Linked DNA regions of Mus musculus: regions 1, 2, 3, 5, 6 and 7 are each linked to region 4. A link is a contact called in public Hi-C, Micro-C and promoter capture Hi-C data. All regions are on one chromosome and are shown on one strand. The core of a region is the stretch at or near the end of the contact, and the rest is flanking DNA. Distances in the headings are between cores, read along the strand shown.

Region 1 (2,700 bases), core at 36-2,535, 990 kb after region 4:
CAGGGTACTGTATGGTGGGCTTTTATGGGTGACTAGTATCTTTAAATGAATACAGTCACAGGTAGCCAGACAGGCATGGGGAACTCCACATGACAAGGAAAGCTAGGATGAGAATTATACAATTCCAAGAAGGTTACTGGAAAGCCACTGGAAGCTGGGAAAAGCACTAATTCCTTTGCATTGGCATTAGCACAGTCATCATTTTGATGTAAGTCTTCTAGCGTAAAGAAGGATGAGTCAGTACAGTTCTATCACCTGGAACTATCCGTCCACAGTATTTTGTTACTGCAGCCCTAGGAAGCTGATACAGTAACCAAAATGTATCAAAATAGACTTCTACTACAAACAGACTGGAAGGACATAGGACATCATGTAAATGGTCTGCTGAGCTATATGAGGTGACTAATGCCTTGAACCCCAGCACTCAGGAGGCAGAAACACACAGATCTCTGTGAGTTTGAGGCCAGTAAGATACTGAGTTTCAGGAAAGCCAGGGCTATATAGAAAGGACCTGTCTGAACTCCCATCTCCCAATAGATACAATTAAATAAATGGTCTGCTTAGATAGAGAGAGCAGACAGTAAGCACAGTCTGTTTTTCAGTGAAGTATCTAGCACATTTAGTAGCATCCAAGGGATGCTCAATAAGCTAAGATTCTTAAAGAGCCTGTCTCTTGCCCAAAGCAGCACAGATAGGCAGTCTTAGAACCACAGATTCAGGGCATGCCAACTACAAAATGAATTGTCAGCTTTTCTCCCACTTGGTTTTCCTAAAAGGAGTGGCTAGTAAATTAAGTAAGGTTGCTGCCCACATGAACAAGTGGGCAGAACCCAGAGCCAAGTGAAGACACAAGAAACCAAACCTTGAGGGGGTTTGAGCAGAGCCATGGAGAAGATATGCAGAGGAGCTCTTGGTCCACAGCACTCAATCACCAAGCTGGGATCTACGGGGGCAGCTGGACTTGTTTTCTAGCTTTTCTTTAGACTCTGAAGCCCACCAGGAGGCATTGACAAAACAGGCTCCTGGAGAGTTCAGTGTGAGGAAGGCTTTTTTGAAGCCTCTGGGGCCTTATAGGGAAGACACTTTTCCTAAAGTTAATTACTTTCTGTGTGAACATCTGATTAGAAATTTCCTTTGCAAGCCCCACCTGCTGCGCGAATGTCTCCTGTTTCTAAAGTGGATGTTCAAAGAATGTTAAATTCCTAATATATATATCTTCATCTCCTGTGGAAAACAGAACAGTGATTATTTTAGGCCTAGGGAAGTTCGGATCTAGTCACAGAATTCATCATTCCCTTATGCAATCTAGGAGAACAGGGAACAGATCGGATGAGAGATCTGAAAGGAAAACATGCTGTGTGTAAAATTAGCCTGAGTCACTCCCGCAAGTGAGAGGCTGAATTGAAATCAGGGATTTTCTATTTATTTTTTATTTATTTATTTAAATTTCTACCCATGACTCCTTCACTCTGACAATGAGATGTCGCCTTTGGAAACGACCCAGGATGTTGTTGTTGCCTCTATGTTACAGATGTCACTGTTGTAAGATCTGTAGTCTAGCAGAAGGACACGGGGATGGCAATCAGGGAACTATCCCTCTAGTCTCTGTTTCCCGATCTATGAGATGAAGCTATGTATTCTGCTGTGAGATTATCTCATTCCTGGATACTCTTTTGTGTCACTCTCTCCCCTCATAGAATTTGCCTTCCTTCTCAGTTTTTCACACTCTAACATCATGATAAAGGGAGAAGATACATTGGGTGATTCGTGAATTGACTAAGACACAGGAAGAAGCCTGCAGTGCTATATGCAAAACTCCATGTGGATACATGGGAAAGAATGGATGAGCTGAGATGTGGTTCTTGCCTAATCTAGTCATTCCCACACCCATCCCATCCACACCTCCTATGAATTACAATGAAACGGTACACATTGGTGGTAAGAGAGTAAAATATCATCTCTTCCTACTAGGACCCCAAATTCTGCTGAGGTGAAAGAGAAACAACGATTAACCAAAACTGAGCAATCCAGAGGTGCAGAACTCAAGATGCAATGGATACAGGAATCAGAGTCCTTCCCCAGTCCTTTTTGATGATAGATAGCATCCCAAAGAAGACAAATCTGGAGAAGAGAGTGGTAAAGAGAATATTCTAGAAAGTTGAAGCCCAACACTTAGGTAGAAGCTCAGTTAGTTACTTATCTCTAGTTCAAAGCTCTAAGATTTGTGACCTCAGCACAGTCAAATGACAGGGAGATTTGGGGGTCCTTAATAGTGATAACAAGTGGCTGATTGATTAGTCGATGTCTGCATGGTGAACCAAGAGGAGCTTTAGTGTCTTGTCTTTGCTGTCATACCAAGCAGTAAGTTCATTGTTGTTATCCTAAGTACCAAGGGTGTTACTGAAGGGTATGATAAATCTCTAAAGCCAAAGGCAGCATGAAGAGTAATGGGTAGAGCTTGGGATGTATCATTGTGATAGTCTTCATTAGACTCAATAGGTAACTATACATAGGCTCTGATTAGAAGCCAAAATGTGGCCACTCATATACTTCCTTCTGTTTATTGGCAAATGATTGTTAACTTGATGACATTGTTGCAAAGACTCAAAGAAATACTAAATGTAAAACGACTAACTACAGCTGCCACATAGTAGGTTTGCTAAGCACTTTAGAAATCATGACAATTTTCTATTCAGAAAG
Region 2 (2,700 bases), core at 53-2,552, 640 kb before region 4:
AGCACCCGGGAAGTGTGTGCATCTGAAGACAGAATGTGAAGTTGGGTTTCTGCGTGTGCCTTCCCAGCCTGCTGGGCTTTCTGTTTGACTTCAGAAATCAGTTCTACGTTAAAATGATGCCAGGGAGAAGCAACATAAATCATTCCCTCTGGGGCAGGTAGTGGGTGGAAGGGGTTCTATGGGCTGACTCTATTGACCAATGAAGATGATGTTCCCAAGGGTCTACACAGGATCACCAAGTGGATTTCGCTTACCTGATGAGTAATATTTCAGTTTTGACAGTCTGTCTTGTTTTGTTTTTATTAATGATCAGGTGCAAAAAAAAAAAAAGACCAGGATGCTGTTTGGGCTTGTTTTTTGTTTTCTTTGTGTTGTAATTAATTAAAATTAATTAACTTATTTTGAGTCAGGTCTCTCTTTGTAACCCAAGCTTGTCCTGGAATTTACAATGTTGCTGTGCAGCCCTTGTTAACCTTGAATTCACAAAAATCCTCCTGGCCCCTTCCACCCCCACAGCAAGCTGAGCAAGCCACCTAGTTAAATGTCGCCTGTGACCTTAACTTTCTGGGCAGGGGCGGTGTCTGATGGAAACCACAAGCCAAAAGACAATGTGAAGTTCCTGTGCCTGAGAGTAATCTTTGTCCCAGAAGCATGGCTGTGGCCAAAGATAGCCCTAAGGGTTCCTTCAGAGTTCAGGACCCTCTGTGGGAAGCGAGCATCTTTGCAGAGCTCAGCAAGGATCGGCGCCCCCATCACAGACACTGCCAAAACGGAGGAGGCATTGTGCAGGCGGTGTTCTGGTAACTTGAACAGGAGACCTTCCGCTCAGCACTGCCCTTCGGCTTCCAGCTGATCCACAACACAAGATTCTTTGTTTGGGACAATCTGGAAGATTCCCCCCCGCCGCGAGAGCTCCAGCTGAGTCACAGCCTGCTTCCCCGGTGTCCCGCTGCGCACTGTGCCTAGAGTGAGCCTCAGAAGCCAACTCACCTCATCTCCGGCCGGAGGATCTGAGTGTAGATGAGGCAGCGTCCCAGGAAGATGTCAGAAAAGTGCTTCGTGGTAGGCTCTCCAGTCCACACCAGGAGTGAGCGCGGCCTCAGAAGTATGACCACGATCCCTACTACCAAGGCGATCAGGACCAGGAGACCCACTCCGAGACCGATCTGGGCTTTCCTAGAGAGGCGGCAGCCAGGTCTGTCCCCAGACACCTGGCTAAATTCATAGTTAGCCATTGGGCTCCCGAAGACTGGCCCAGGCTAGGCAGGAAGAGAGCACAGGGCTGACTGGGTCAGAGCCTGCCCCTCCTCCTTTTTTTCACTTGCTTTTATCTGCTTCCTTTCCCACCCCCTACTCCTGCTCCAAAGTTCCACGGAGGTGACTGGACTAATAAGGCTCTTGGGTTGTCAACAGGCACTCCAACTGCTTACTTCCAGACTCCAGAGCAAACTGACCAGAACCTCTCTCTCCAAGAGAAGACAGCACTTTAGCCTCTGCTGGTACACAAACAACAGCTTCAGAATACTCCTGACCAACAACCTTGACACTTGACATGTTTGCTACTTATGCTCAGGTGTGTGTGTATGTGTGTGTGTAAAATTATTCTCCCTCTCCCTCTCCTCCCTCCCTCTCTCTCTCTGTTCACCCAAATGCCTGGCAATGAATGGCCTGCTTACCTCTACTTCTGAGCTTTGATAAAAATCCTGCCCAAGTATCTTTAAAGTCTCAGCTTTACTCTGCCCCTCTTCTCAGGAGGTATCAGTTCAAACCCAGCCCCAGATGGTAAAGTGCTGTTAAGATAAACTTACCTCTCTGAACTAGATAGATGTGAGCAGAGCCTCACATTCATTACATCAAAGCTTGCTTTGATTAGATGGCTTAATACCTCCTAGGTGTTTAGCATAATCCCTAAGACATAACAACCGATTACTCAATAAATGTAAGTTATTGCTGCTTACTCTAGGGGGTTGACAAAGGTAGGATTTTAGAGTTGATAGGATGCTCGCAACCCATCTCATGTGCAGTAATACTTCATCCCACATGGGAACCCCAAATACAAAGGCTCTTCCTGGCTCTCCTTCCCAAGAAGACCCCGCACTCTTCTGCTTAAACAGAGACTTGTCACAGAATGGATCATGACACAGGATTTTCACGGGACACTTTTCAGGCAGAGGGTACTGGATGCAAGAGCTGGGGCAGGAAAGCCCCTTGTTCTGTTTTAAGATGCGGGAAAGCAGCATTGCAGCTATACTACAGGATGACAGAGAATCCTTCCGAAGGCAGCAGGAGAGTAAGTCTCTGCAGCTCCGTATGTCAGGAGGACTTTTTTAGACTGTGCATTTCATTTTTTTTTAAACGTTTGCTGTCATTTTGCTTATTCATTTTGTGTGCCTCTCTCCCTCTCTTTCTTTTTTTTCCTGTGTTTTCTTTTTCTTTTTTAAAAATACATTCTTTAATCTTTTTTTACAGTCCAGACTTCATCTCCCTCCTGGTACATTCCCTCACCTCCTCCTCCCCACCCCCTCTCCAAGAGGATGTCCCCACCCCTATCCCTACCCCCCACCCCACCAGACTTCCTCACTCCCTGGGGCCCCAAGTATCTAGAGGGTTAGGTGCATCTTCTCTGACTGAGTCCAGACCCAGCACTCTTCTGCTGTATATGTGTTAGGGACCTCATATCAGCTGGTGTGTGCTGCCTGG
Region 3 (2,700 bases), core at 118-2,617, 550 kb after region 4:
AGATTTCTGTTACTAGATTCATTGAGTAATTGCTACTTCAATCTGTGGGTTGCATTTGGAAAGAGGAGTAGAAACATTATACTGTTCTTCCTAGAGGTCTTCCCTTTGGCACAATGTTGCCTTCTTTCAGTTTCAATATTCTGTTTATTCCAGTGGTGTGAACAGGGTGGTTTTGTGTCTTTTGGTATCTCCTATAGCTTTCAGCCTATGGGCATTTTATGATTCCTATGTGCTAACTTTCTGTGGTTTATGTTAATGAATAAAGCCTTGCATTCAGTGGAAAGCAAAGTCTAGTGGAGCAGAAAGATCGTGGGCAGTGAACATGGTAGGTATTTGTGTGCATCCTGAGGTGTGATATCTTATTAGAGAGTTCACAGCCGAGCAATCTTTTCTGCACCCCTGTATGACTAGAAGTTCTCAGAGGGGAAAAAAAAAACCCACACCTGTGTTAAAGATTCTGCAAGTCCAACTGACTGATTAGAACTTCGTGATTATGGTGTGTTGGAATATTGCAGATGCAGTCATTTATTCTGTCCTATTTTTAGACCCTCTCATAGTCCTTCATTATCCATCTCCATGAACACCTTTGAGAGTATCCTAACAGACATAAACCCAGAAGCTAAGGATGACTTCAGACAGCATCTGAAACCTACAGTCAAGACTTTCATGTTTTGTTGCAATTGCATGCCTGGTGTTCCTTCCAACGTATTTGAAGTGTCTTGATTTATCACCATCTTTTACCTTACAATTAGATAAATTTCATGAACCTATGGCTGCCTTGAAATGCAGTATGAGTTGAGCTGAACCTGAATTTTCAGATCATGACCACTCACATTTGGATCCAGAATAAACTACATTTCCCTTCTGTTTGTTAGCTGAAAGCAAAAACAGCATCAACATCCATGGTTGTTTTAGTGCCTCTCACAGGTGTTTTTCTTCCTCACACCTCCCATCAAGCTCCATACTCTGTTTCACTCACCCATTGCCTCCTTTTATGTCTGAATGACTTTTACTAAAGGTGTAAGACAGGCATTTACAGGCAGGGCATCTGTTTGCCAGGTCTGGCTCTGGGACATTGGCTATGCCATTTGTATTCTCTGCTCCTCAGAGTGTTAGCCATGCAATAAGGTACCTAACCCTACTTCCTTCATTCTGTCATAAGACTTAAATACTATCATGTCCATTCAGTGATATCACAGTAATTAATAACTGACACATAGTAGGCTTTGAATCAATATAAGTCATGGATTATTTTTTCTGCTCATTAGTATTCTTTACACGGAGGGATGCTCGCTGATCTGTGTGAAGAGTGTTTTTCTATTCTCTACAGCCACCCTGGAGACAGCAATGTCCTCAGTTCACCCTGGCTGGAGGATTATTGCTTGCTAACTTGAAACTTTTTTTCAGCCTGGCTGTGAGGAAGGATCAAGGCCGAGAGACTGCAGGGAGGACATCCTGATGGGGATTATTAATGAGGTAAGCATAGTCAGAGTCTGCAGGCAGAGATAGGGACTGTTGGAAGCTGTTCAATTACAAAGCTGTGTGGTGAGGCAGGCCCTGCTCAGGACAGCCAGTGATGATCTGCAACTGGAGGAGGGGGATCCTCAGAGCTGATGCTAACCCATGAGGGCTTGGGAGAGAAGGTTGTTTGGGGTTGAGAAGCACTGTAGGAAGTGGTAGCAGGGAATGGAAAGGTTTTAGTGGAAAGAAAATGACTTTTGCTATGCTTTCTTAATTTGAATAGGAACTATTTCGTAAGATTTCTTGATGCTGTAGCCAAGTACGAAAACTACATGATACTGGGAACAAAATTGCACAACTCAGCTTCTTTCTTAAAGAAGGTCTGGATGGGTCAGTGGAGTGTGATTTTTTTTACTCATTTCAATTAATGTATTTTTTTTGTATCGGATTTATAATCCCATCATTTCTTAATTTTTAAAATTTTTTATTAGGTATTTTCCTGATTTACATTTCCAATGCTATCCCCAAAGTCCCCCCATACCCTCCCCCCCACTCCCCTACCCACCCACTCCCACTTCTTGGCCCTGGCATTCCCCTGTCCTGAGGCATATAAAGTTTGCACAACCAATGGGCCACTCTTTCCACTGATGGCCGACTAGGCCATCTTCTGATACATATGCAGCTAGAGACACGAGCTCCGGGGGTACTGGTTAGTTCATATTGTTGTTCCACCTATAGGGTTGCAGATCCCTTTAGCTCCTGGGGTACTTTCTCTAGCTCGTCCATTGGGGGCCCTGTGATCCATCCAATAGCTGACTGTGAGCATCCACTTCTGTGTTTGCTAGGCCCCGGCATAATCTCACAAGAGACAGCTATATCAGGGTCCTTTCAGCAAAATCTTGCTAGTGTATGCAATAGTGTCAGTGTTTGGGGGCTGATTATGGGATGGATCCCTGGATGCACACACATGCATGCACATAATTTTCTTGATCAAAGTCCCTTCTTCCTCCATGTACCTTACTTATACTCCTTTCTTTAACCAAATCTCTTCTTTCCAAGGCTTCCTTTTATTTTCATGGATTTTTTTTCCATGACTCATTGTGAAGTGGAAACGTCTGGTTTCTTAGAAAGCCAGTTATGTCAACTAATGTTTTGCTGTGGCAAACAGGTAAAGGGATGTTTTGCTAAAGGAGACACATGAAAGAATATTTTCTTTTTTTATTAGATATTTTCTTTATT
Region 4 (2,700 bases), core at 195-2,694:
CCGAGGAGCCCGGGGGCTGTGGTTGCGGCGGCTGCTGGGGCGGCTGCGGCTGCTGGGGTGGCTGCTGCTGGGTCGCCGGCGGAGGCTGGGGCGGCGGCGGCGACGCGGTCTGCACCGACCAGGGGGTGCCGAAGCCGGGCAGCGGTGGGGGAGACGCGGAGCCGCCTCCCCCTCCGGGGGGTCCCCCGCCCCCGCCGCCGCCGGGGTGCGGCAGGTCCGGGCTCTGCAGGCTGCTGAAGGCGCTGGTGCCGAGCGCCGCGCCGGGCAGGAGGGTGCTGGGGCTGTTGAGCAGAGGGTGGTTGGGCGACTCCATGGAGCCCGGCGCGGGGTTCACCGGCGGCGTCGAGGGGGGCAAGCCCGCATTGGGGGGCTCGGCGGCGCTGCCCTCGCCCGCGGCCGGGGTCTGGCGAGGGCTTCCCGCGCCTCCGTGGCGGCGCCGCGGAGCTGCGGGCGGCGAGGGCGGGAGCTGCGGGAGCTGGGGCAGGTCGACCGGGCGCTGCCGCTGGGCGAAGTCCTGCGGCGGGAGGTGCTGCGTGTGCGGGAGGCTGAACGGCTGAGAGCGCTGGGCGAGCGGCGCCGACTGCAGGAGCGGCCCGGGCGGTGGTGGCGGCGTTGGCGGTGTTGGGCTGAAGCGGCCGGGGCAGTGGAGCGGCGGCGGCGGCGGCGGCGGCTTCGCGTCCGGAGGGTGGGGACGGTGTGGCGGGCTCAACTCTTTCCTCTTCTGGCTGCTCAGCTGCTGCTGCTGCCGCTTACTGAAGTCCTGCGGGGAGGAGGTGCGGCAGCAGCAGCAGGAGGAGGCGGAGGAGGAGGAGGGGTGGTGCAGACTCGGTTTGAAGTCCTGGGAGGGGAGGAGGTGGGTCACACCCGCGTTCGTGCCGCCGCCGGGGTGGTGGCTGGGGAGCTGCTCTGCGGCCGCCGCCCCCGAGAGCGGCCTCGTCGGCTGCTGTGTCAGCCCGAGCAGTAGCTCATCCTGCACGGCCTGGGGATGCGCCACGAGCGGGGAGGAAGAGGAAGCTGCGGCTGAGCTGGCCGCGCCGCCGCCCGAGGGGATGGCGAAGGGGGAGGCGGCCTCGGAGAAGCCGGTGACAGGCAACGGCGGCGGCGACAGCGGGCCGAAGGGCGTGGCGGGCGGCCCGGCGGCGAAGGGCCGGTAGGCGCTGCCGCCGGGCGAGGATCGTGGGCTGCCGCTGCGCAGCAGGGCAGTGTGCAGCACCCCGAACCCGAAGTCCCGCATTTATCAGGCCGGCGGCCGCGGCAGGAGACGCACCCCGTCCCCTGCCCCGCCTAGAAAGCCCCGGGAGCCGTGGCGGCGCGGCCGTGGTGGAAGGATGGGGTCAATGGGAAAGGGACACTGTGACTGAGCCGGGGCACCGACTTGGGGCCCCGCCGCCCCTCACGGAGGCCACCGCCGCCTCCCGGAACCGGCTCCGGCACCACCGCCGCTGCCTCGGCCGCCGCCGCCCTCGCCGCTTAAGAACCCCGGAACGTGCGTCAGCAGCCACCTCACAATCGCGCCGCCCCTTGTCGCGCGCCCTGGCACGCGCGAGCGCGCCGCCGCCGCCGCCGCCGGCCTCGCCCCGCCCCGCCCCTCATTAGCGTGCGTTGTGGACCCTGCGAGGCAGCGGGCGCGCGCGGCGCGTCCCTCAGTCCAGGACCTTGAATGGAGCCCAAGGGGGTGAAAAAAAAGCCGGTGGAAGTTGGGGAGACGGCTAATGGGTCTCGAGCACCGTGCGCGTGCGCACGGAGGCGAGCACGCGCGGGCGTTGCGGACGGTTCCTGGGCAACCGCCCCTCCTGTCCCCTGTCGCACGCGCCCCCTCCTCAGGCCCCGCCCTGTCCCAGCCCCTGGGGTCACGTGAAGTGCCGCTGTCCCAGACCTGCTAGCAGGACTAGGGCGCTAAGCTTGCAGGACTCTAGAAGGTCCCATGCTCTGTGGTCGGGTGCGAGCCGCGCGTGCTGTCACCCACCCTTGCCACCGCTGGAAGGCATTTTTTTTTGTTTGTTTTTTAAGAGTAAAACGCGAAACACCGGCGCCTTTTGCAGCAAACATTTCCACTTCAGCAAGGGGAACAAAGTCTGGGAGCCGACAGGGCTCTGCGTGGTTACTCGCGCAGGAGAGCTCTGAGTAGGTTCTGAGACCAGCTCCTCCTGGCCCCGCTGCTGCAAGCCCTGGGTGCGCTGTCACCACAACCCAGGGGTGCCGGACTCCTCCTCTACAAGTTCTTTCTGGCTTCCTTCCCCCGGGAGACTCTCATCGGAACATTTCCGAAGCTTTATTAATTTTCAAGGGAGAAAGATTTCTCACATCAGGGGGGAAAGGAGATTGTGACTCAGCAGCGGACTTGTTGAGGCTTGTAAAGTGGAAGGGGAAAGGCTTTCCATGTAGACAGAGGAGCGCTGGATGGGGACTTAATCCAGTGTAATTCCTCCCCACAGGAACATTTTACACAGAGAAAACCACACTTGACTGTTTAGTCCAATGATAACTGATCCACACGACATAATAAAGAATTGTATGTTCTTAGTTTTTATTTTTAAGTTTTCCTGGTGCTTAGAAAACTGAAATTACTGAATGGATTCCAGAAATACCTACTGAAATCTCAACAGTTTGCAGAAAGTTGATTCAGACTGGACTAATGATGTTGTAACTTACTAGTCTCTTAAGGAAGTTAGGTAGATGTCTTTCTGAAGCCCCTGTCAG
Region 5 (2,700 bases), core at 118-2,617, 990 kb before region 4:
TCCCTTCTTTGACTATTTAAGATTTGGAACACAGATAATAAACTTAGGTTGGAGGAAACCTTACAGTATATAAAACTCTGTGTCTTTTGATTTTCATGATGCTGGAGCTTTGTCAAGGGCACTGTTTTTAAGATCCAGTTTTACCAAATAAAACCAAACTGACTTTAAATAATATTCTCTGCAGTGTTTGGTTTTCCACAATGTAAAGTTTACATTGAATTGGGATTGGGATTTCTTGGACTTTGCAAGTTCCTCTTTAACCCTCCTATCCCTTCATCCCGCCCTACTGTCAAATGGCCTTGCTGCAGTACAGTACAGAAAAGTTGCGGAGTTTGCAATCGGGTATCTAGCTTTCCATCTCTAAGGCTCTCCTGGATGTTCTAGGCCTGCTCCATCGCTTCTCGGCTTAAGTGTAGGGCAGTTTAGAGAGTGAAGAGGTATTTGCTATGCTTCTACTCATTTAAAAAGTTGCCACAATGCAGGTTAATTCCGAAGTGGGCATGAAGGCAATCCAGGGGCCACCGCGTGCGTTACAGGAGCGCACAGCAAGAATGTAGGAATCCCAGGTGAAGGTCTTCCAAGGCTGAGGCGGATTCATTTGCACCCAGCGAGCATCCGTTGGTCTCAGCGCGGCTATCCGTGACTACCAGTGAGGGGGTAAGGGTCACAAGTCTCACGGCAAGCGGTGACAATCTGACAGAACCAGGCCGCCTTGGCTGCCACCCGCAGTCACATAACCCTATTCCCGAAAGGCAACCCAGAATGTCCCCGGCGCTTTAGGCGCATCGAGCACTTTGCCCGTCGGGCCGAGTCCCCCACCTGTTGGCACGCTCCCCCGAGCTAGGCTTTGGACACTGTCCACGGACAGGGAATGTGACAGACGATCATAAATATGCAGGAGAGATGCAGCCAAGACAGCAGAGCCACCGGGTCGGCGCCGGCGGGAGCCACAGAGCTGGAGCCCGGCCCCAGTCGCCGTGCAGCCAAGGCCAGGCGGGTCGCGCCGGCGCACTCCGGCCACCGCACGGGCACAAGGGGCTCCGGCCGCGCGGACAACCACGCCGAGCCCCGCTGCCGCCCACCGTCCCCCACCGCGCGACCCGGCGGCATGGAGCCCGGCGCGGCGCCCCGGTCCGCAGAGCCCGCCGCGCGCCACGGCGACGGCAGGAAGAAGATGGCGGCGGCCGTGGCGGCGGCCACCGCGGCCTCCCACGCGCCGCTGACGCCAATGGCGCGCGCCGGCCGGCGGGCTACGGATGGCGGCTGCCCGGGCGAGGGGCGGGGCGAGGCGGCGAGGGGGCCGGCGGGAGGCGGAGGCCGGGCGGGCGGCTGGAGGGAGGTGGCGGGGACAGTGTGTGGCTCTCGGAACATGGCGGGCGTCTGCGACGCGGCCGCCCCGGGAGAAGGCGGCGGTGGCGGCGCGGACGGCCCCGAGCGGACCGGCCGCGGCGAGGCGGAGCAGCCGGGTGGTGGCGGCCATGGGCCCGCGCCCCAACACACCGAGACGCTGGGCTTCTACGAGAGCGACCGGCGGCGGGAGAAGCGCCGCGGCCGCGCAGGTGAGGCGAGCGAGCGAGCGGGCGGGCGGGCGGCACTAGGCCGCGGCGGGCTACCGAGGGGCCGACCGGGCTGTGGTGGCGGGGACGCCAGCGCCTTCCCTCTGCGCGCGGAGCGGCCGCGGCTCCGGTGGCTCCCATGTCCCCACGGCCGGTGACAGCTACCCCGGCGGCTAGTGCGCGCGGCCCGACGTTCCCGCAGCCATCCCCGAGCCAGGTGCGCCCGGGAGATCGTCGGTCCCCGGTCCCCGAGAGTTCGCGACCGGCCTCAACAGTGACAGGCATCTCCCACATCCGAAGGAGGTCAAAAATGGGAAACGCAGGGCTTTCTAGGCGATGTCAATGCCGAGGTGACTCTTCCCCCTATGGTTTTATGCGAAGTTGAGTCTCGGAAACCTGTTAACTTGCCCGCCGAATCCATTTTTCGTAGACTCAGCTGACAGTGTGGTCGTGACCGTGAAGTTCAGCAGTTTTCTCTCAAACAGAAATGTGCGGCACCCCTTAAAATGTTACATGTGGAGTTTTCCTAAACTAAAACTTAAGCCAGAAGAAACAGTTTGTCACACAAGAAAATACGTACCACTTTTAAGCCCTACTGTCCATAAGCTCTGAAGCATACTGTTAAAATATTACAATCCCCTGTGTTCAAGGATCTTATTAAGAACTTTTAACAGCTTTGGTATTTACACTGAAGCGTTCTATTAAGCCCGGAAGCAAAAGGGAAAGTTTTGGCTTGGCCGTTTCATTGGGTATAATAGTGATTGCATTTTAATTCTTGCATCGTAGATCCAAGATCTTGGACAGCAACTTGATGACATTTCTTCCAACTTATTCTGAGCTAATGCAGTGGAATAAGGTCCTGCAGCTTATATAAATACTCGTTCAAGTTATAAGGTTGACTCCATTCACTATGGGTATTGAAATTATAGGAGTCCTAAAAGTCTGTAAGACTGGTGGATAGATCCTGATAGACTTGCTAATTCTCAGAATTGGACATAGAGTTTTGCATCAGTCTCCATATCTTTGAAAACTCAGGCACCAGCTGTGTGCCTTGTTTGTTTGGTTTTTTTTTTCCCCCTTTATTTTCTATTTGGTTTAGTTGTCAGTTAAACACTTGCTTGCAGGAATGTTTGCTTTCTAAATT
Region 6 (2,700 bases), core at 119-2,618, 590 kb before region 4:
TAGAGTAGGCTGTCTTCCTCTCTGTGGGCACAGGCACAACACACACACATACACACACACACACACACACACACACACACACACACACACACATTCTGTGCACACAACAAAACAGAGTTCTCCAGTTTAAGGAAAGCAGTCCCCTACCCCATCCCCACCTCCAGACTTATGACAGAAGCAGACAAGGCCACAGATAAAAGTGATGCTAGAAAGTGACAATTTCAATGTCAATAAACCAGGAAACTTCTGGTTTTCAGAACTCTCCTTCTCCCTCTCCCTCCCCCCTCCCTCTCCGTCCCCCTCTCCCTCCCCCTCCCCCTTCCCCTCCCCTCCCCCTTCCCCCCCCTCTGTCTGTGGTGGAGGTACTGCACATGTATCATGTAGTCAACTGTTCTAGCACTGAACCACACCTCTGGCTTTCGCCTATTCATTAAGACACAAGAGTGGAGCTCCTTGTTCAGGTTCATTAGAGGGCGAGTCTCTGGGCCCACTGAGGTCAAGTCAGGAGGCAAGACTTGGGAAGATAGGAGTGGATGCCAAGTGTTGGGAGCAGTTTCCTCTACTGAGTCAGAGTGGCTTCTGGGGCCAGTTTTCACTCCTGAGGTCCAGGACGCCTTTCAAAATCACGTTCTATAGCAATGGTCATGTTGTCCTACCTTTGGTGACAATGACCAACCTGACTTCTTATGTTATTCTCTCATTTTATTTTATTGAGCTGCATCCCAATTAAAAACAACTGGCATGAGAAAGAGTGGTGTAACAACACAAAAAAGCAGATCCAGAGAAGGAAATTATTTCAATAGGAAACACAGTGTGCACAAGGTAGGGGGAACCAGAATCCTCTAGATGGGACAAGGGGAGCTAATTCCCAAGTGGTGCTCAAAATACCCAAACTGGCAGTTGTTGATAGTAGGCAAGGCTCTTTCACTCAAATTCACCTCTAGACTGGTGTCGCATTACAGCTTTCTCCTCACCTCTACACCCACAGGGGCAGCCTTAGCAGTTTCCTCCCGGGTCTGGAAATCCCCTGCACAGGGGATCTTGTCCCTAAGAATCACCTACATACACATCACCTGCATGGAGTCCCGCTAGTCCCTCCACCTGACTTTCCAAAGCCCTCACCTCACCCCACCCTTCTGCCTTTTCACTGTCTGGCTTAGCACTTACCCCAGGCTCAGCAGCGTGGTGTACTCTGCGCAGCGGCCCAGGAAGATGCTCTGGAGGTGAGGAGTGGTACCCTCCCCTGTCCACCGCGCTCTTGCCCCCAGAAGCACTGTCAGCAAGGACAGCCATAGCCACAGCCACAGAGACAACAGGCCTCCCTGGACAGCCATCAAGAAGACTTTGATTCCTCTAGCCCGTGGCCTCTTGGACTCCTCCCAGTTCCTCTTCCACTGAGGAGGCGGTTCCCCTTAGCTGAGCTTTGGCAGGACTCATCCAGATGCCAAGCCAGCCCACCTCCCATCCTCTTTCCTCTTCCATTACGACAGAAATTAAACTTAGGGCATTGCCTGGCAAAAGACGCCTCGTGGAGGGACCCCAAAGGGAATGGGAATTTGAAGCGCGCGCGCGCACACACACACACACACACACACACACACCTCTATAGAAATCTGTTACCATGTGAGCCCTAAGCAAACTTAAATTCTGTCCTGGTTCACACAGTCTTTCCAGGAGAGACATGTGCTACCCTTAGTGAAAATTGATGGCTTTGAGAAAAGCCGAAGGCACAAGGGCACAGACAAGAATCACATGCCATTCCTAAGTTGACTCTTAGGGAGTTTGTCTGGGTGGACTCTGGATGTGACTGACTGGTGCCTGTTTTGTCTTTCCTTTTCTTCCTTTGTGAGGGACATCGTCCACAGGCATCACTTACACCTGCCCCATGGATTCTGGAGCACAGGGCTTGTTTTCTAGTTTTCCAAGTGCTCACAGATAACTTTGTCTGAGAATACAGTACGGTCAGAGCTACACTCCTTTGTAATTTAGGCAGTTTAGATGTGAGATTTGGGGACTTGAATTGATACTAAAATAAGTTCATAATTGTAGGGGACGGTAGGTTAGGTAAAGGAATTTATCATGTAGGATGGATGTGAATTTTTGAAGACCAAAGGATAACTCCAATGAAGCCAAAATACCCATTAGAGATGTTTACACTCATATTCTGGAGTTCTGTGATGATTGCCTTGCATGGTAGTGAAGGCTCTATGCCCCAGTATAAGGGAATATCAGGACCAGGAATGGGAGTGAGAGGGTTAGGGAGCAGGGGGAGGGGAGAGGGGAGAGGGAATTTTCAGAGGGGAAACCAGGAAAGGGGATAATATTTGAAATGTAAATAAAAAAATCTTTCTTTAAAAAAGAAATTGCCAAAAAAAGTAAATAAACAGCAACCCCAAAAGTCCCCAAAACCCCCAAAAAACCAATCACTATAATATGCCAAGATTGTTACACAAAGATCATTTTCAAAAACAATTTCCTAAGTGAGATTTTTTTTTCCTGTGAGGAAAATGTGAATTTCTTTCCTGAATTCCTAAGCCCCGCCAACTACTTTCTTTTGGGAAAACCCAACATACTGTGTTGTGCTAGAGCAGGTCAGTATGAGTAATTCCAATATCTGAATCAAATGTTTCAAGAGATCAGCTACTCAGTGGGCTTCCTTGTCAAAGGGAAACTTTTCACTGCGCTTTCTATACTTCTGTG
Region 7 (2,700 bases), core at 11-2,510, 850 kb after region 4:
GTGATGATGGGGGATTTGCTGCTCTGTACATGTGAGGCTGATACAGGCTGACTGGCACCCAGGGGAGCCTGGGCTGGTCTAGAACATGTGAGCATCATTCAAGAGGAAGCACTTGAGGTGGAATGTGCAGACATGGGTTATCCGGTGACAATAACCACAGAACAGGAAGGAGGGATGCTGGCAATCTATTCTTTATAATGAGTGGCAGAGAAAAGAAAAATGGAGAAAAATCATGAAGCCCTGCAGTATTGGATTAAAAAATGAATTTCAAACAGAAAGTGATATTCAAAATTGCTTATAATTGCATCATTTCTATAATACAAAGTTAAAACATGTCCAGGAAATTGGTTGTTAGGGTATCTGTTAATAGTGGGAGGACATTTTCAAGATAGTGCTGCCTGGTGTATCTCTGTAGTTGAAGCAATAGCTGGAAAATAAAGATCATTAAGAACAAGAGTTTACAACTCATAATGAAAGTGCAGAAAGGTTGGAGGGCCCCCAGGAGAAGCCTAGACAAGAAAAATTCTTGATAAGCTAACAGAAAGCAGGCAGTCATTTGTGGAGAAACAATGAGTTATTCAGTAAGTTGAGAATCATACTATCCACTTCAACACTCAGAGATACCTGGAGAAGTAGGATCTCATCTCACCTCCCAACCCTAGGACAAACCATCTAACATAGGGCAAACCCATAAAGGGAAATGAAAATAGGAGGTTATTCAATATTATCTATGGAATATGTTGATATAAAACTTACATATACAACTCACATAACATGCACATCTTATATACCATACAACATGGACACATATGAAACAGATATGTGTGTAAAACACATATCCAAAAAAACATGCATACCACAATCAGCACAACTATATTCATAACTGCATTCATAACATATGTGTATATGCATCACATAGCCACATATACATAACACTACACACTTGTATACAGATTCATGAAACTTACACATAGCACACAAATATACACACAGTGGAGTTGCCTAGCAACCAAACACCATGGTCCCATGGAGGAGGAGGAGGAGGATGGAAAAATAGAAAGAGAGGGATTTATTCTAGTCCTTGTACATGATAAAGTATTTAACCAATCAGATAAGAAGAGGATGCAACCAAGAGGAAGGTCATGAGAACAAGAGTCAGAAGCCTCCATTCCCTGCAGATAAAGCCACAGTGCTCCTCTGAGAGCAGAGACTGCAATCCTCTGAACTGAGCTGGATTCCCAGCCTGAGGCAGACAAGCTGAAGCTCCTTAAAAGGACTGAGAAGGATTTTACTGCACCTCCCACACATACACCCAGCATGCTAACAATGACTGCGTGGCCTTTCAAGGTTCTTGAACATCTATCTCAGTTGCTGTTAGAATCACTGAGATTTTAGAAAGACCATTGTAATGTTACACATAGTAACTATAGACACATCCCTGTTGATCTAAATGGCTCAGAGAAATGGTATAAAAAAAAACAAAACAAACAAACAAAACAAAAGGAGTAAGTTTGCTGGTCTGGAGACTGATGCTTGTGTTTAACACCCAGATAGACCCAACATGAACTAGAGTCATTGACCATGGTTTTGATTACCTGACTAAATTCTTTCACATGGGAAGACTCCTACACAATATAAATACCCATCCCTTTTCTTTTTGCCATCAGAGAAAATGGGTAGAGCACAAAAGACAATTACCCTTGGTAGAGGAGTCTTCTAATCTTCTTTTTCACTTTGAGAATGCAAAACTCTGGGAAATAGTCCCAGGTAGTATTCTGGCTCAATTTCTTCTTGCCTGACCTTTCTTGTCAGGACTTCACTGACAATGCAAAATTCCATGCTGGGCTGTCTTGGAATGTTCTGAAGATGTGCAAAAGGAACTGGCACAAAGAAAAATAAGTTTTTCCTCCTGTCCTACTTAAAATAAGTCAGTAATGGTAGTGGCACTAGCCACTTCCTCTCATGTTCCTTGTCCGGCTTCTTTTTGGCTTTAATTCCCTGAAGATATTCTGAGATTAGCTCAGTCCATATACCCCAAAAACCCCAAGGTCACTAAAACATATCTTCATCATCAGACCTTTTTATCATGCTCCTCCCAAGATGGAGCTGTCATTCTCTTGGAGTCAGGAGGAAGTCTAGACTCACACATATTCATGTTGCTTTGAGTTTTGACACATTCACAGCCCAGCTATGCACAATGATAAAGTGTCCTGGCTCTTATAAAATGAAAAGACAGAATGTCCTCAGCTGTCAACTTCTGGCAAGATCAGTGACTGTTTCAGGCTTTGTCTTGAGCTCAGAGAATTGACTCAAAGTGATTAATCTTTGAGAACACATGTCTGGAGCAATGCTTCTTCATTTTGTTCAAGTCCATTCAAGTTTAGGTCTATTGTCCATGTGTAGTTATTAATAGCATTCATTTTGCTCTCAAGAGTGCCCCAGTTTACACAGCAATTTCTATAGTCACTGAGAATAAGCTGGACATGGCAGGAACAAAACCACAAGACTGTTGGTACCTTATAGGTGTCCCATAACCATAGAAGTCCCAAACTCCAATGCATCTGAGAGACCCACCTCCTGTAGCTACAGTACGATTCCTGCACCTGCCCCTGCCTCTCTCCACGTGCTCTTTGTCTTTTTCTACTAGATTAAGAAAGAAAATTATTTTGGATGAGTTTCGTTGGATTTCTGCTATAGCTC

Evidence for each region. Promoter capture Hi-C pulls out the DNA fragments that hold promoters and counts their contacts. Hi-C and Micro-C count contacts between places; a contact is called where the count stands out from the background.
Region 1: a Hi-C map of ventral hippocampal neurons shows a contact between it and region 4, with 4 times the contacts expected there. The contact joins the enhancer-like site here to the promoter of Cpeb2 in region 4. A contact is called at or near these places in 2 of 39 promoter capture datasets (cranial neural crest and hippocampal neurons), 4 of 484 Hi-C or Micro-C datasets (cerebral cortex, forebrain and ventral hippocampal neurons) and 4 of 115 datasets of contacts at active chromatin or transcription factors (SST interneurons, VIP interneurons, embryonic forebrain and 1 more).
Region 2: a Micro-C map of embryonic stem cells shows a contact between it and region 4, with 7 times the contacts expected there. The contact joins the promoter of Cd38 here to the promoter of Cpeb2 in region 4. A contact is called at or near these places in 2 of 484 Hi-C or Micro-C datasets (both in embryonic stem cells), 1 of 115 datasets of contacts at active chromatin or transcription factors (regulatory T cells) and 1 of 9 other capture datasets (liver).
Region 3: a Hi-C map of uterus shows a contact between it and region 4, with 2.4 times the contacts expected there. The contact joins the enhancer-like site here to the promoter of Cpeb2 in region 4. A contact is called at or near these places in 1 of 39 promoter capture datasets (hippocampal neurons), 1 of 15 datasets of contacts at CTCF or cohesin (the NIH/3T3 cell line), 1 of 484 Hi-C or Micro-C datasets (uterus) and 5 of 115 datasets of contacts at active chromatin or transcription factors (acute myeloid leukemia, astrocytes, bone marrow-derived macrophages and 2 more).
Region 5: a contact with region 4 is called in a Micro-C map of embryonic stem cells, with 8 times the contacts expected there. The contact joins the promoter of Tapt1 here to the promoter of Cpeb2 in region 4. A contact is called at or near these places in 1 of 39 promoter capture datasets (pre-B cells), 5 of 484 Hi-C or Micro-C datasets (CD4 T cells, CD8 T cells, embryonic stem cells and 1 more), 4 of 115 datasets of contacts at active chromatin or transcription factors (astrocytes, double positive thymocytes, large pre-B cells and 1 more) and 2 of 9 other capture datasets (adipose tissue and liver).
Region 6: a promoter capture Hi-C map of pre-B cells shows a contact between it and region 4. The contact joins the promoter of Bst1 here to the promoter of Cpeb2 in region 4. A contact is called at or near these places in 1 of 39 promoter capture datasets (pre-B cells), 1 of 484 Hi-C or Micro-C datasets (embryonic stem cells) and 1 of 115 datasets of contacts at active chromatin or transcription factors (memory CD8 T cells).
Region 7: a contact with region 4 is called in a Hi-C map of cortical neurons, with 2.8 times the contacts expected there. The contact joins the enhancer-like site here to the promoter of Cpeb2 in region 4. A contact is called at or near these places in 5 of 39 promoter capture datasets (cranial neural crest, frontonasal cranial neural crest, hippocampal neurons and 2 more), 1 of 484 Hi-C or Micro-C datasets (cortical neurons) and 5 of 115 datasets of contacts at active chromatin or transcription factors (SST interneurons, craniofacial prominence, embryonic forebrain and 2 more).

The regions. Positions count from the first base shown.
Region 1 is chr5:42,238,051-42,240,750 of GRCm38.p6, reverse strand. No RefSeq gene overlaps it. Among named protein-coding and RNA genes, the nearest start is that of Gm16223, 170 kb to the right of the region's middle. Within about 2 kb of position 1,285, at least 13 of the 459 cell types and tissues checked have an H3K27ac peak or open chromatin away from gene starts, as enhancers often do. A contact at or near this core is called in SST interneurons, cerebral cortex and ventral hippocampal neurons, where this site is marked.
Region 2 is chr5:43,867,411-43,870,110 of GRCm38.p6, reverse strand. It overlaps Cd38 (CD38 antigen), which reads right to left and starts at 1,302. Exons shown (of 8, transcript NM_007646.5): 1 at 991-1,302. The coding sequence starts at 1,235.
Region 3 is chr5:42,684,643-42,687,342 of GRCm38.p6, reverse strand. No RefSeq gene overlaps it. Among named protein-coding and RNA genes, the nearest start is that of Gm40295, 160 kb to the right of the region's middle. Within about 2 kb of position 1,367, at least 23 of the 459 cell types and tissues checked have an H3K27ac peak or open chromatin away from gene starts, as enhancers often do. A contact at or near this core is called in uterus, where this site is marked.
Region 4 is chr5:43,231,997-43,234,696 of GRCm38.p6, reverse strand. It overlaps Cpeb2 (cytoplasmic polyadenylation element binding protein 2), which reads right to left and starts at 1,444. Exons shown (of 12, transcript NM_001368806.1): 1 at 1-1,444. The coding sequence starts at 1,234. All of the region lies in intron 1 of Gm7854 (predicted gene 7854), which reads left to right.
Region 5 is chr5:44,225,273-44,227,972 of GRCm38.p6, reverse strand. Tapt1 (transmembrane anterior posterior transformation 1) reads left to right here and starts at 1,367. Exons shown (of 14, transcript NM_173764.3): 1 at 1,367-1,559. The coding sequence starts at 1,370.
Region 6 is chr5:43,817,561-43,820,260 of GRCm38.p6, reverse strand. It overlaps Bst1 (bone marrow stromal cell antigen 1), which reads right to left and starts at 1,368. Exons shown (of 9, transcript NM_009763.3): 1 at 1,168-1,368. The coding sequence starts at 1,334.
Region 7 is chr5:42,386,716-42,389,415 of GRCm38.p6, reverse strand. No RefSeq gene overlaps it. Among named protein-coding and RNA genes, the nearest start is that of Gm40295, 140 kb to the left of the region's middle. Within about 2 kb of position 1,260, at least 5 of the 459 cell types and tissues checked have an H3K27ac peak or open chromatin away from gene starts, as enhancers often do. A contact at or near this core is called in cortical neurons, where this site is marked.